Regions from separate parts of the Sus scrofa genome. Here region 2 is linked to region 1. A link is a contact called in public HiChIP or PLAC-seq data. All regions are on one chromosome and are shown on one strand. Each heading gives the region's core, a stretch centred on a gene start, on an enhancer-like site or on the middle of the called end of the contact. The rest is flanking DNA. Distances are from core to core; before and after follow the strand shown.

The links. HiChIP or PLAC-seq counts read pairs in DNA pulled down with a chosen protein or histone mark.
Region 2: a contact with region 1 is called in an H3K27ac HiChIP or PLAC-seq map of alveolar macrophages. The contact joins the promoter of LOC110260116 here to the enhancer-like site in region 1. A contact is called at or near these places in 3 of 5 promoter capture datasets (fetal liver and liver), 4 of 47 Hi-C or Micro-C datasets (embryonic fibroblasts, fibroblasts, heart right ventricle and 1 more) and 1 of 2 datasets of contacts at active chromatin or transcription factors (alveolar macrophages).

The regions. Positions count from the first base shown.
Region 1 is chr3:45,009,447-45,017,414 of Sscrofa11.1, reverse strand. All of the region lies in intron 4 of LOC106509733 (a long non-coding RNA gene), which reads right to left. Among named protein-coding and RNA genes, the nearest start is that of BCL2L11, 180 kb to the left of the region's middle. Within about 2 kb of position 4,459, at least 7 of the 83 cell types and tissues checked have an H3K27ac peak or open chromatin away from gene starts, as enhancers often do. A contact at or near this core is called in alveolar macrophages, where this site is marked.
Region 2 is chr3:45,198,902-45,206,869 of Sscrofa11.1, reverse strand. LOC110260116 reads left to right here and starts at 4,515. Exons shown (of 3, transcript XM_021088387.1): 1 at 4,515-4,614; 2 at 5,249-5,945; 3 at 6,494-6,904. The coding sequence starts at 4,515. The coding sequence ends at 6,869. It overlaps ACOXL (acyl-coenzyme A oxidase-like protein), which reads left to right. Exons shown (of 19, transcript XM_021087042.1): 19 at 2,474-3,995. The coding sequence ends at 2,674. It also overlaps a transcript of BCL2L11 not described here.

The sequences.
Region 1 (7,968 bases), core at 3,210-5,709:
TAAGACAATCAGATTATCAGATTCCTTCTCCAGAGGAATTTCCCACTTGGAAGGGAGATCTGCTGGTCTCTGCCTTGGAAGAACCTGGGGCCCAATAGGTAGAAGGCTTTCTTTCCAGACTCCCTCCCAGTCTCCTTCTCAACCCTTGAGTCCCTTAAAACCTTCCCCGCCCTGCTTCTGCATCATGATCACGTGCATACCTTTTTCCTTGCATGAGCTCGGGCTGAGTTTCCTTACCTGCACCATCCCTGGGGCCCCTGAGAGCATCAGCTTCTTCCCATCAGGTCCTCCCTCCTCTGTAGGGTCTTCAGGGATCCCTCCCATGAGTGGTCACCACAGGGCTGCATCATCCCCAGCAAACTGGTCTGACACAGTCTTGCACCCTCCGTTTTGTTGCAGCAATCGGGGTGAAAACTGGAAACTGGGTTTGTTTATTTCTTTGTTTTGGTCTTTTTAGGACAGTATCCATGGCATATGGGAGTTCCCAGGCTAGGGGTTGAATTGAAGCTGCAGCTGCCGGCCTACACCTTAGCCGCAGCAACGCCAGATCCAAGCCACATCCTCAACCTATGCCACAGCTTGCGGTAATGTCGGATTCTTAACCCACTGAGCGAGGCCAGGGATCGAACCCACATCCTCATGGATACTAGTTGGATTCTTAACCCACTGGGCCACAGTGGGAACTCCTGGAAACTGGGTTATTACTTGTGTGTATGTTTTTTATCACCAGCCACTCACTATCAGAGACGTGTTTCCACCAAGGTAATGAGTCACTAGCAAAGCAGTGGCATCTCTCAGAGCCTCCTTCAGGGCAAGTTGGGAAGATTTTTTAACAGAATCCTAAAAGTCCTGCAGATTGGAGTTTCCAGAAATGCCCATGTAGTGGAATATCTGGTTTTAATAACAATTCTAGTGACGAAGGTTTCTCCTCCTATCCTTGGCCGGGTATGTGCAGTCTCGTTAAAAGTAAAATGTTAAAGAGGAATGATTTAAAGCCAAGTTCTGGCCAGGAAGGAGGCCTTGGGAAACCTGCCTTGAAGTGCTCTGTTTTGTTTGTGAAGGAGAAAAAGACAGAGAAGCGGGAGGGCAGCCAATCCCGTGCAAACACGGCTGTGTCTTTGCAGGGCACGTGGAAATCAGTGCAATGATTTTACTCTCATGCTGGCTGGAGCATCACTCTGGTCACAGGGTGATGTGAGGGGGACCGAGGCCTCACAACGGCAGGTTAGGAAGAAGCTTCAGGGATGACCCAACCTGGCCTCTCATCTGTCAGGTGGGACAAGGGGGTCCTGAGATGCTCAAAGTCACACTGCCAGGCAGTGGGGAGCTGGGCTTCACACAGTCAGACCCAAATCCCAGATGGATTAAAGACCTGAGTGTAAAAATAACACTTTCCAACCATAAGAGGAACATATTCCTGATCTCATGGTGGAGAAGAACGGACTTAGGAGCATGACACAAAAGGCACAAACCATGTTAAAATTAAGAACGTCTCTCCACCTTAAAACAGAAAAGGAAGAATTCCTGTCGTGGCTCAGCGGCTTAAGAACTTGACTAATATCCATGAGGTTGCGGGTTTGATCCCTGGCCTCACTCACTGGGTTAAAGATCTGGCGTTACCATGAGCTGTGGTGTAGGTCGCAGATGTGGCTTGCATCTGATGTTTCTGTGGCTGTGGCATAGGCAGGCAGCTGCAGCTCTGATTCTTCCATAGGGTACGGCCCTAAAAAGAAGGAAAAAAACAAACAAACAAACAAACAAAAAAAACAGAAAAGAAAACCAAAATGCCTAAAGTCTGAGTTTCCTGGGTCCTGAGGAATTCCTAGTTAAAGCAAGAGGGAGGGCTCATGGCAAGAAGGGCAGGGTCGCCGGTCCCAAGCAAGGTGCTAGGCCCCTTGTGATGCTACAATCCCCACAGCAGTCCTGGGAGCCCCAAGTGTCCCCTGTCACATAGAGGAAACTGAGGCTGGAGGAGCCTGTTGCTTGTCACAGCCACATCTCTGGTGAGCCACAGGCACCACCTGTCAGCAGCCTCTATAAGCGTCTCCTCTCCTTCCATCAATGGCCCCTCTTCTCCCTCCCATCGGCACAGTAGCCGGGGTGCCCTTTACAAAATGCCAGTCGGGCCCTGTGACCTCATCCTCAGACCCTTCAGGGGTGTCCTGATACACATCACAGAAAACCCAAATCCCCACCCGTCCTGGGCCCTTGATGACATGGCCCCTAAGGTCCTCATTTCACCTCTTACCACTCTTCCTCTGTCCTCTCAAACTTTGTACAAACCCGTGACCGAATCATGGAACCTGTGAGACTTTTCTCAGCGGGAAGGGAAGGTGGGTGCACAGAGACCCACGTTTCCCCTGGGCATGACAGGGCTGCCCCTCTCCCAACCCCCAGCACTGGGATGGCATCCTTTTTTTTTTTCCTTTTAGGGCTACACATGCGGCATATGGAGGTTCCCGGGCTAGGGGTCTAATCGGAGCTGTGGCTATGGGCCTGCACCAGAGCCACAGCAACGCCAGATCTGAGCCTCATCTTCGACCTACACTACAGCTTGTGGCAGCACCGGACCCTTGGCCCACTGAACGAGGCCAGGGATCAAGCCCACAACCTTATTGTTCCTAGTTGGATTTGTTTCCACTGAGCCAAGACGGGAACTCCTGAGTGTACATTCTTAATGTTGTGTTGTGAAGGAAGCCATTTCTGAATGTGTGGGTCTGTACACTTCATATCTGCATAATAAGGATGATTACATTTATCTGTAAGAGAATATGGATTAACAATAAATGTCAATGCCATGAAAGGCTAAAAATTAATTAATTAATTAATTAATTAAATAAAATAAAATTTACCTGGCTTGTCTTCAGAGATTCCTATGAAGACATTCATTGCTTCCATAGGGAAATAACTTCCCAAGGGAAGGGAGCAAAAACCAACCGTAAGGATATTTGGAAGGAAAGCACAGGGCAGAGGCAAAAAGATCAAGCTCTGTGGATTCTATCCTGGGTCCTGACGCTGACAAGCTGGGCAACCCTGGGCAGATCTGCTGCCCTTTCTGGTCTCTTTCTGCCTCTGCACAATGAAGGTTCAGGGTGGGTGGCCCCCTGGCTCTCCTGGCTGCTGTGGTTTCAGACCTCAGTTTGGGCTCTTTGCATGAGGCCAGGATGGTGGGTAGCATATTTTCCTGGGGTAGGGCTTCTGAGGACAGGGGAGTCCCCTGACTGGGGACTAGAATGGGCTTTGTGCCAGGGACTACTGGCTTCTGGGAACAGGGGAGATGCTGGCCAATCCTGGCTGCCTCAGAGTAACCTAATATTCCTTCACACAGAGAGGTAAGTGCCCCTTGGAGCACAGAGGAAAGAAAGAGGGAGGAAGAGACTGGCACAGCCTGGCAACCAGCGAAGTGCCACGACCTGGGTTGGTGGGTGACCTCAACAGTCTTGTTTAAGCCTCATCAATCTTGTGAAGCAGAGAAATGAAGGCTCAGACAGGCTACTCAACTTGCCCAAGAGTACACAGGGTCAGGGGCCAAGGCAAGGAGGGTGTGTATGTAGCCCATCTGAGGCATCCACTCTGGGCTGTATCCCATGGATGGAACGGGATGGTTTGGGAGAGCAAGTCTGAGCCTGGCTCCTACCCCATCCTAACTGCATATGGATCCTCCTTAAGGATCTGCAGACACATAGGCGAGTTTTTCCAGTTCAAAGGTCCTCCCACCTTTGCCAAGCTAAGCATTGGCGGCAACCAACAAATATTGGTGTCCCCATCACACTCATCCACACGTTGGTTTTGGTTCAATACGTCCACCTGGTAGACACACACTTCAAAGGGGAAGCGCTTGTCTGGTCAGTGGGATCAATAGCAGCTTTAGGGTCCAAAGGGCCATGAGAGGGTCTTGGCCCCAGTCCCGAGAAGCTGGAGGTGGTGGTTTGGGTTATCATTCACTAAGATTTTCCCTTGGTATTGATCAGTTTGCAGAAAGACTCCACAACTGTCAAGGAAAGGTCACGGAGTTCACAGGCAGGGCAAAGGCAAGGCCAGGGAGCTCCTGAGCAGGGAATGGTGTGCAGTGGGTGACTTGGAAGGTCAGGTGCAAGAACAGCAGGGGTCTGGGTCCTGGCGGAGCTTTAAGATGCCTGGGGGAGGTGGGGGGGAGGAATTAGAGTCATGTGTACTGTGTGCCACCCACTAGGGGTGGAGCTGCCTGATTCCAAACTTCAGGTTCTTCCTGGATGGGTCCCTCGTCCCCCTGCGGGCTCTAGAAAGTGTCAACGCCTTCCTCAACAGACTCACCAGCCTGGGAGGGAACCAGGGTGGAGGTGAATTCCAATGGGAAGTGGAGGTCTCTGCGACCGACACCTCCTTTTTTATAATTTCCGTATTGTGCTGAACTGGTGGGGAGGGGAGAAGACAGTGGGGTGACTAGAAAGCTGCCATGTGACAGTGGCCAGGACAGGATGTGGCTAGGGGTCAGTGTGGAAGGCAGGGAGGGTGACAACAGTGGCAGATGTGGGTCCTGTCTGGCCTTGGAGAGATGGCAGGGGAGGTAGTTGTGGCAGGAGTGCCCCTTAAAAGCCATGTTTATTGTGAAATGTATCACGCGGATGTGTTGTGAAATGTATCTCACAAACAGAAGAGTGCATAAAACACATGTGAGCCATTTAAAGCATCATCATAAAATAAAGCCTTGAGGATCTATACTCAAGGATAAAAAAAAAAACTACAGCATTTTCACCCCAGCGTTCATAGCAGCACGATTTACAATACCCAAGACACGAAAGCAATCTAAGTGTCCATCAACAGAGGAATGGAAAAGAAAATGTGTCTCATATATTTATACATACAGACACACACACACACACACACACACACACACACACACACACGGACATACACTGGAATACTAGTCAGCCATAAAAAAGAATGAAATCATGCCACCTGCAGCAACATGGATGGGCCTAGAGCTTATACTAAGTGAAGTTAAGTCAGACAGAGAAAGGCAAATACCATATGCTATTACTCATATGTGAAATCTTAAAAATTGATATAAATGAGGAATCCCCATTGTGGCTCAGAGGTAACGAAATTGATTAGTATCCATGAGGATGCGGGTTTGATCCCTGGCTTCACTCAGTGGGTTAACAATCCAGCATTGCCATCAGCTGTGGTGTAGGTTGCAGACTCAGCTTGGATCCTGAGTTGCTGTGGCTATGGCTATGGCCAGCAGCTGCAGCTGTGGCATAAGGCACAGATGTGGCACAAAAAAAAAAAAAAAAAAAAAAAAAAAAAAGATATAAATGAACTTATTTACAAAAGAGAAATAGACTCACAGGCACAGAAAACAAACCTATGGTTACCAAAGGGGAAAGGGGGTAGGAGTGGGGATAAACTGGGAGTTTAGGGTTAGCAGATACCCACCACTATATATAAATGAGATAAACAACAAGGACCTATAGCCCAGGGAACTATATTCAGTATCTTATAATGAACTACAATGGAAAAGAATCTGAAAAAGAATGGACATAAGTATACGTAGAATTGAATCGTTTTGCTGGACACCTGAAACACAACGTTGTAAATGACCCTATCCTTCAATTTTTTTAAATGGTTTAGAAAAAGAAAAGAAATGACAGCATCTTACAGAGGAGTCCTGTGGTCCCCCACACAGCTTCTTCCTCCTTCCCACCACTGGAGGTAATGACCCTCCTGCCTTCTATGTCAGCCTTTCTTGCTTTTCTTTCTAAGTTGTACAACTTACGCCGTATGGTCTCTAAACAACATGTTCAGTTCTGAGAAAGTGAGGAGCCAGCACAAGCCCAGCCGTGTGAAGAAAGGGCCATGAGGCCCCAGGAGGCAGAAGCCCTAGCAGAAGGTCAGATGAGGCAGAGCGTCTGCATCAGAGGCCGGCCTCAATATCCCTGATAACAACCTGTTTACCTAGTGTCCCGGGAACTGGGCCAAGAGGCAGCCCGTTCTGCCAAAACATCAACTCTGGCAGGGAAACCCGGGCATGAGGCCCAAGGGGACAGGGTGAGGCAGCTCATGTCCTGAGAAAACCCCCTCTCCCATCCCCTCCTGCCTCTCCTCCATCCTCCCCATCTCCTGGGGACAAGGATATGGGGCAGAACTACCACCTCCCCAGAGGATCTGGGGTGGAGCAAAGGCATGGTTGAGCGCACCAGTCCTGGTGGGCGGGACTAGGAGAGGGGAGGGGGTAATGGAGAGGATGAGGAGTAAACCCAGGTTGCCCTGGTTATTAGCAGGGGTGGGAGGGCTGTAACGCAGGGTGAAGAGTAAGATCCTTAGGGGTGGGGGACTGAAGGCTCCGAAGGACAAACGTGTCTACACTAATGTTTAACTGGGAGCGATGACTCCCTCCTCTAAATATTTATTGAATATTTTCTGTGAGCCGGCACCCACCCCTCCACTCAGTAAAGTCTGTTCTATCCACAAATGTTAAGACTGACATTCTGTGGCACATCAGCTGGGGCTTGTCTCTGGATTCGAGGACCTGAGAAATCTGGAGGACCATCACACATGGAACTAACCCAGTGGAAGCTTGGAGCCAGGTTGTGGGAAGCTGTGAGAGCCCACAGCAATTTGGGGAGCTCTTATCTCACCCACACCCTAAAGTCTGGACTCGTCTCTCATTCACCCACCACATCCATCAGTGTGTGTCCCCACCCTGTGCCTAGGACAAGTTTGGATGATAGTCAGTAGGTTGGAAAGAACATTTTGAAGGGAAAGCCATGATCTATTTCATCATGCTGCTGCTTTACTTCAAACGGGGATATTAGTAAATCTCAGTCCTTTGGAGGAAGCAGGACATTCTAAGAGCAAGAAGGTAGACAGCAAGCATGTCTTTTCAGGGGGAAAAGACACATTAGAGGGTGTAGTCTTTCATTTGTGTGGCCAATCAATTTCCTCCAATTATCATTATGCAAATTTTTAGTTTTACTTTTTTGTTTTCTAGGGTTGCACCTGCAGCATATGGGGGTTCCCAGGCTAGGGGTCAAATCAGAGGTGTAGTTGCCAGCCTGCGCCACAGCCACAGCAACAGAGGATCCGAGCCTCATCTGCAACCTACACCACAGTTCACGGCAAGGCCGGATCCTTAACCCACTGAGCAAGGCTGGAGATCGATGAACCCACATCCTCATGGATACACATCGGATTTGTTTCCACTGAGCAATAACAGGAACTCCTGCAAATTTTTAAAAAGGAAGAAAACTCATAGTGAATGAGTGCCTACTGCATGCATTATATCTTTGACTCCTCCTGGATTGAAAAAAAAAAAATGTGTCATTCACATCCCGACATGTTGAGTTTGGCAACATGTGCTGGAAGATGCACTTGCAGCCCCAGAGACCTGCACAAGTACCAGAGGAACCACTAGCATAGCGAACTTCTGTTAATACTCTTTGGAGTTACCGTCATGACTCAGTGGTAAGGAGCCCAACTAGCATCTATGGGGATGCAGGTTCAATCCCTGGCCTTGCTCAGTGGTTTAAGGATCTGGCGTTGCTGTGAGCTGTGATGTAGGTCACAGACAAGGCTCTGATCCCGCATTGCTGTGGCTGTGATGTCGGCCAGCAGCAGCAGCTGCAGCTCTGATTCGACCCCTAGCCTAGGAACTTCCATATGCCGCAGGTGCAGTCCTAAAAACTAATAAACAAACAAATATTCTTGCTCTTAAGAGGCAAACATGATGGAGAAATTCACATATTTTATATTCTTAAAGCAAAGTCTGTAGAGTTAAGAATTCTTTTTGTACACTTTGTCATAAATATGGACTGGTACTCATTAATGCATGAGGTCAAAACATTCAGGAAGGACTTGACAAAGAGCGAGATGACATTAGTTTTACTCGTAACTTCTTGTCCCAGTTCTTAAAAATAAAATCTGTACATCTCTTTGACATTATCTAAAATCTCCATAGTTTTGATACACTAAATTTCTTAGAGAAAA
Region 2 (7,968 bases), core at 3,266-5,765, 190 kb before region 1:
GTACAGGAGAACTTAAATTTTTACATGAGTGCAAATATTTTCTGTCTTTTTCCCCCATCACTGACACTTTGCTCTTGCTGAAGATTTCTTTTGGAGGCTGAAGTCCTTCACAAAGATGCTGAAGAAGTGAAGGATGAGGATTGCCTGCCATGGCCTAAGGGGATCTTCAGTGTCTTGGGAGCACTGGGGTGCAGGTTCAATCCCGGCTCGGCACAGCAGGTTAAGGAACTGGCATGCCGAAGTGTCAACCTAGGTCACGACTACAGCTCTGATCTAATCCCTGGCCTGGGAACACCATGTGCCATGGGGAGGCCAAAAATGAAAATAAATAAATTTTTTAAAAAAGAAGTGGAGAATGATTATAAGGCAAGTTCCTTTTTTTTCTGGCCATGCCCAGGGCAGGAGGGAGTTCCCCAGCCAGAGATCAAACCTGTGCCACAGCAGTGACAATGCCAGATCCTTAACCACTAGGCCACCAGGGAACTCCTGATTCTTCCATCTGGACCCTACTATCTGTGATACAGTCTGTGATAAATGGAGAAAGCGAGAAGGGGAGAGGTATTTCAGACAGCTCCAGAAATTTAGGTTTAGAAAGAATCTTCGCAACCAACATAACAATCTCCCCAGTCACCCAGCATTCCTCTTTAGAGTATCATTGGAGGGTTTGGTCTCTGAACACTTATACAGAAGGAAACTCTCTTCTTCACCAGCCATTGGCTTCCTTTCTCTGGAAAAACAAACAAACAAACAAACAATATATATATATATATATATATATATATATATATATATATTATTCTGTCTTTTAAAGTTGTGAAAGTACTGAAGAGCCAGCTGCCTCCTGTAATTTCTATCTCTGGACCCTTATTCTGGGTCCAGCACCAGGCAGACCAAACCCATACTTTCTTCCACACAAAGGTCATTTGAGTAATTGAATTCCCCCTATTGTGGAATATATGACAAGGATTGGTTGCATTTCATAATGCTAACCCCCCCCCAGGAAATTATTCTCTTGAATAATGACATTACAAAATGTGGAAGGTTTAGGGACTTGCACACCATCTCACGGTTTTGAACTCTGTGGGTAGAGGCATTGAGAGTTGACAGATTAGTCAGGGATTTGTCAAGAGTATTAATTACAAACTTTGAAATCTTGGTCAGTGAAAGTTCATCGTGGTGCATCTTGCAAATGTGATCAAAGTCTTTTCAGTACTGATCTGATGATGTTTAACCACAGTGTGTAAAAAATGAAGGTTTTCATTAGAAATTACTGATGTCATAGAGCACCTTTTAAGGGAGGATAGATTGTTGGACTATTAAAATCCATGCCCTTCCCCCATCCTCCCGCCACCTCTGGGGGACACCCCCCCATTGTCTCTGAACACCTGAAGTGGCATTTTGGACTGCTGCAAAGGAACTGTGGTCTTAACAGTGTTAGTGCAGCTCAGCGAGGGTCGCCACCATGAGGGCAAAGGTGGGGCTGGTGTAAGTGATGTTTTTAAAACCCTAAAAATAACCCATAAAACCTGGGGGCTAACTAATTTGGTGAGCGAAGGAAGTTTACAGCTGGCTGAAAACTTGAAAAATGGAGGAAAGTGGAAAGCAAAGCTGTTCTTCTGCCCTACCCTTTTGCCAAGTTTTAGAAAAACAATCTGTTATTTTTGATAGTTTTTTTTTCTGGCACCTAAACCATGGAAAATGAAATAAAAACACACTCACTGCAGCTCCTCCAAAACCACTGGCCTGCATTTCCCTCCCCCTTCTGTGGGGAAGCCTGGGGAAATCTTCTCTGTGCCCTCCTGAGGTTGTGGGAACTTGGAGGGTGTCAGCGGGGTTCCTTGGTGTTAATCCCCTCCCCCCAACAGGTAGCTGGGGCACAGCAGCCAGGTAGAAGGTGCACAAGGCTGCCTATGCCCGTTCTTAGTCCTCCAGTCCCACTAGGCAGGTGTTTCGGAACCGTGGCCAGCCAGGAGTGGGAGGCGCTAGTAGGGATAGAACTGGGGCAGGTCGCCTACACTGGTTCACCTGTTCTGGGGCTCTTTCTGTTCACTTGCCTCTGTGCGCCAGAGGGTGGCACCCCAGGCACTCTGGAGGTGGAGCGGAGGGAAAGGGAAAGGACTGGAGGTGGGGCGGAGAGGGGAAGAGGGGGAGAGGAGAGAGAAGGGCTGGAAAGGGGAAAGTCGATTTTGGTGTCCAGCTCCCTGCTAATTCGGAGCTCACTTCCATCCCTTTACAGAATCATCTGGCTTCCGCCAGACTGAATGTCACAGAATTAGTCATTCCTAAGATGAAAAAAAGTTTTGTGAGGGTGACCAGTAGCCTCTACCCTCCTGGGTCTCGGAAAATCGGAAGGGAAGCTAGTGTCAGCGGCTGCTGGGTTTGCCTGGGGCCTGGCGGGTGGGCGTAAAGCCGTGGCACAGATCGCTACGAGTGAGCCAACATCAGACCTGTCTCTTTGTGTCGTGTTTTGCAGTTGCTCGATTTGTGCGACTCGGTGAAGGATGATGCCCTGAGGGTGATCTCCGCCTTTAACATCCCGCACACCTCCCTCCACGCACCAATCGCTGGAATCCCCAACCCGATGGCTGCCTGGGCCTTCTACCCAGCACCTCCGCATCTCCTGGCCCGGGAAGGAGCGCGGTCTCCGCGGCCCAAGCTGGGAGCCAAGTTATAGCGGATGTGGCGGGAAGGGTGGTGGCGCGCCCGCAGCTGCCACTACGCTTCTCAGACGCCTGGAAGCTGGGGCCCGAGGCCAGCTGGCATGCGCTGCGCCGCGGCGCTCAGGGACTTTGGTCGTGGAGAGGGGATCCCGCAGAAGCTGGCGAAGCGCACTGCGGCTGTTGGGAAAGGGAGCCAGGCAGCAGCCCCGGGAGTGCAGCATTTTATCCGCTCCCAGTAACCTCTACTGGCCTGGCCACGACCTCTGCCGCCTTCAGCAGCAGATACCCCTAGGCTGAGTGGGCTCCCCTTTGAGCGCGCTCTAGAGCTGGTTGCCACCAAAGGTCTCCGGTTGTCAGTGGTGACTCAGATTCCCAGTGATTTGTAAAGACTGTGGTGCTGGGTAGAAAAAAAGAATAAAAGCATAAAAATCAAACACCCTCGGGCAAAGGTTCAGTTCAGCAAACGATGCTCTTCCAGTAAATCAGACCCCCTTGGGAACACAAGATCAGGGCAAGAGGAGTGTGAGCCTGGAGTTTTGCTCTGGGCAAATCACGACCTAGGGCTCGTCCTCCCAGGCAGACAGCTTCCTGATGGACCGCAGGCGTGGAAAACATTTTTACCAAATGAAAGTGTAACCTACTTTTGAGGAGATCATAAATATAGACAAAGCTTAATAAAGAAAGTAATTGTTGGTAAGGCGCTGCCGCTGCTTGCAGAGGATGGGGACTACACTGCCTTAAGTTGTCTTCCGAACTTGGAGAGCCCATGCCGGCGACGCCTGTGGTTCCAGCGAAGGCCGTAGATGTCGCCCGACTTCATTCTCCCTTTTCAGTCCAAGCCATCCTCCGTTCTCCCTCACATCTCGTGGAGGAGGCTGAAGGGGACTCTGCTCTGCTAGTGTCCACAAGGGCGACGACCTCCAGGACCGAAGCGGAGACCTACTATTTACCGGCCCCTTCTTACGCTGCCCCTTCTTGAGGTTGCGGAAGAGGGCGGGAAGGGCTTGCGGTCGCCCGACTCTGGGCTCTTGGCCGATGCTCCTCCGCACAGTCTGGGTTGCACGAACAGCCGCCTCCGAGCCGACCTCCTGGTTGTGTCCCAAATAAGAGCATTTAGACGGCAGCTTCCCCCCACTCCTTTGTTTTTTAAAGTGTTTGCTGGGTCACTAGAGCAGACGACGCGGGGGCGGCGGAGCTGCACAGAAGCAGAAGACAACCGTCAGGGTTTCTTCTGTGTGGTTCTTTTCCGGCCCTTGTCTGCGCGGTTCAACGCCACGGAGAGCATGGAGCAGTCTGGCGCGTGGCAGATTTGGGGCTCCCAGCAGGGCACAGCAGGTTGGTCTCTTTTCTCCCCAGGTACCACTCCAGGCGGTTAAGGCACAGAGTTCGCCTGCGGCCACTACCTAGACCGCTGACCAGAGCCCCAAGCTCTGTAGACCTCTCCCTTCTGTGTCCACTTAGCCGCGACTACACCCGCGTCCTTTCCCTTCTACAGCGAAATCCCCAGGGGGAGCCTGGCTAGCGTCTTCAAATCCCTCCAGGAACCCTGGTTCTCTTTTACTTCACTAAGGACTCTTGGGAGGATGCGCTGAGAAGACTTTAATCTAGGGACTGTTCTATCACGCTGACATCTGCTTACAAAACATAAAATTTGACCGAAGTAGCCAGACAGTGGGACTTGCTTCTTTGCATTGACTGACCCTTCCGAGGTGTGAGTTAGAGGCCCCTAAACAGGCTCTAATCCATCTAGCCTGGTCTCTCCAACAGACTTCCCCCCATTCCTCTACCGTGGGTGTCGGGAAAACAGGGCGACTTAGGGAGGGGCAGAGGAAAGGATGCAGGATGCGCATTGAAATGGCAGATAAGGGTGACGACCCAGAGGAGGACGGAGGCGTTTACCGAGTTTGGTTTCCCAGGGAAGGAGCGGGACTGGGGCCGCTGACGCCAAAGACTAGTGGGACGGAGGCGTGCAGGGAGGAGGGGAGGTATTGCGCTCTCCCTACCGCTCTCCATGAGCCGCCCGCCAGCCCACGGCCCTCTGCGCTGCCTTCTCTGGCCTTAGCACGTTCAGAGACGGTTTCAGGGCAGTTCTTTGAGAGCCCAACAAATCTCGAGGCAACCATCTGAGGTACCTTCGTCTTTTGCATCGGAAGGCCAGGACTCTTCTCGATCCTTTTCTTTTTTTTTTTTTTTTTTTTTTTTCTTAAAAGGATTTTCCCCCCGAAATCTTTTCTCATTTCCCTATTTTACCAGCTCTGCGCTCACTCACATCCCACCTCGCACCCGGGTTGCCTAAAAAAACATCTCTGGGGAATCGCTCCTGACCCTTTTCTCAGCTCTCTGGCTTTGCTTCTTACTGGTGGTTTCCTGCGAGAGAAAAGCTAGGTGCCCCTTGGGGTAGCTTAGGGAAGGCGCCTAGGAGTACCCGGTGAGGCAAGGGCGAGGAAGACGAGCAGCCTGCAGATGGGGCTCCCGCCCTGAGTCCGTACTTATGGAAGGGAGGAGAGCTAAGAGACGCCCCCCCCTCCCCCTGCCCCAGCTCATCCTTGGACCAACCCAGTCCCGGAGCCTGTCCCAGGGCAGCTGAGAAACTCCCGATATAGAGCCAGGGCTCTCGGGGCTCCTGAGGCTTTCCGCGGGCGGCAGCGGCGGGGTCTGGTTTACACTGTATTCGGAGCGCCCCCTCTGTTCCACGCGCACTCCTAGGCCACCGCTGGTTGGGGAAGAGGAGAGGTTACACTTTGAGTTGGGGGATGGGTGCGCACTGAGCCATCCGCAGCCAAGTCACTCCAGTAAACACGCCCGGCGGGGGCAGGGCGGTAGGCGCGCGCAGCGGGGAACCCGGCGGGGACGCCCCCGCCTTTACCTGTCAGAGCCTGCACGCGTCAGCGGCTGCAGCGGCGCGGAGGCGGGGCTTTCCAGCCCGCGCGCTGGGCGGGATTTAGCGGGGGCGGGGCACGCGGTGATTGGGCGCGGCCTCGGGGCCGCCAGCCTGAGCTGGGCTGCAGGGCTGCGCAGGTTTCACTTCGCTCCGCGCAGCCTCCAGGTCTCGAGCTTGCAGGAGCGTTTGGTCCCACGTCGCCGCCGCCGCCGCCGCCGACACCACCGCTATCGCCACCACCACCGGCTTCTCACAGTCGCCCTGCGCGTCCTGTTCTCTGCGGCCAGCATCGCTTCAGACTGCTGGGTTCGCCCCGCTCCCGCCGCCGCCACTCACTCGGCGCCCTTCCCCTGGCCCTCGTCCCCCCAATGTCTGACTCTGACTCTCGGACTGAGAAACGCAAGGTAAATAAATACTTCCGAATCCTGGATAGCAGGCCAGGTACTGATGGAAGATTGGCGGTGGAGCCAGCACGGCGCCACCTCCAGCCCGCTTCCCGCGCACGTGCAGGCGGAGAGGCGCGTACCCGTCCCGCTCATCCTCCAGCGGGAGGCGGCGATCTGTACGTGTTGGGTTCACTTGGGCAGGTCTGCTTGGGGGGCGCGGGGGAGGGGGGGCGGCGTCCGCGCAAAGCCTGTGAGCCCTTAGGTCAAGTGCGGCTCCGCGGGGATGCTGCAAGAGGGGGTGGTGAAGTGTCTCAGGCCCGCTGGGAGAGGCAGCGCTTGTTCTCCGCGCTGGCCGGGGAGCTGGGGCCGCCGCCCTGGACTGGGCTGCGCACCCGGCCTTGAAGTCTCGCCACCCTCCAGCCCCAGCGGCCCCGGACTAGCGGCCGCGAAGTATGAGCCGGTCTTGCGTCTATGCTTTTCTCTGGGGCGGGCCCGTGGTGAAGGATTTATGGAAAGGTGACGGTGTTTAAACTGAGGAGACTCGGCTTTTCCTTTTACTCATTCAGGCCGACGTTTCGGGCAACCGCTGCGTTCACCTTCTCAGATGTGTCTGGGGTCCCTGCCCCGTCTGCGGGCGCCCTGCGGATGATGCCAGACACACAATCCACAGACGGCGAGAGACCAAGGGCCTCCTCCGACCGCCGGGTCCAAGCAGTGGAGGAGCCGCAGGCGATAGAACCTGCTCTGTCCGAGAGCCGGGCCGTCTTAAAGACTCAGGCGTGCCTGAGCGCAGCCCAACCTATTCGCAGTGTTGGCTGGCGGTGCCTTGCCCTCGGGGACCTGTTACTCGGGGTTGGCGCAGGTAGTGAAAGGCCCGCCGGACGCCTGGCTCGGGGCCGAAAGTGTTCCTCGGCTGCGGCGGTCACGGGTGCGCGCGGATAAGCGCGTCCGTGGCCAGTGGTGGCCGCTCAGATTTGGTGCGTGTCCCTCGGTGCAAGCGGAGAAAGAGGGAGGAAGTTGGAGGACTATGGGTGGTGCTGCTGAGGAGGGGGCTGGCCCTTAGTGTCCCCATCCGAACAGGCCCCGGTGAGGGTCAGCGGCTGGGGACCGCCATGCGGCTCGACCGGCTATTTGGGGGCGGCGGGAACAGCGGAGGCGCCCGGCGCGTGGACGGCCGGGGGTGGGGGTGGGGGGCGGGACAGCCGGGGCAACCTCTGGCCCTGAGGCCCCGGAAACCTCCACGGAGGCTCCCGCCTCGGCCACTGCCCGAGCCGCGATCGGGCGGCGAGTTTGTCAACAATCGCCTCGCCTTTGGCGGCCTGTCGGGTAGGCGCCGCCCCCACCGCTGCCGACGATTGGCTGCAGCGCGGAGCGACCGCGCGAGGGCCAATTGGGAGCGCGGGCACCCGGAGCCGGCGGCGCGGGGAGGTCGGCGGTGCCGGCGGCGGCGGGCGCAGTGCGCAAGGGGAGGAGCGGGAGGAGGCGGAGGATGTTCCCGGCGGCAGCGGCGGCCGGGGCAGCGCGGGCAAGAGGCGCGGCGCGTGGAGCCCTCGGCTGCCCGGTGGAGCGCGGTGGCGGGAGAGCGGCGAGTTGCAAGCTTTGCGCGGTCCCGGCGTCTCCCAGCGCGAGTCCTGGGCTTTGTCTCCCGCGCTGCCTTCGTGGTGACGGTCGGGGGGTTCCGAACCGGCGTAGGGCGCGGACCGCGCGCCGAGGAGCCCGGGCCCGGACACGACGCTCCGAAGGGAAGGGGCGGACGTGAGTTTTGGCCTGACTGCCTTGGGAAGGGAGGGTCTTTGGGGTGCGGGACCCGCGCGCCCCGATGCCGCCTGGCGGGTGGAGTTACTTGTGGACTTTGCAGGGGGCGCCCGGGAACGCTTTCGGGGACCCCCCCCCTCCCGTTTGTAGGTGTGCACCTAACAGTGTGAGTGTATTTCGGAGAAGTTCTGTCGGGTTCAGCGCGGCGCGCTGCCCTCCCCCTTCCCCGCAGGAGGAGGGGCGCACGGGCCGGGAGCGGGAGGGACCGCGGACGGAGAGCTCAGGA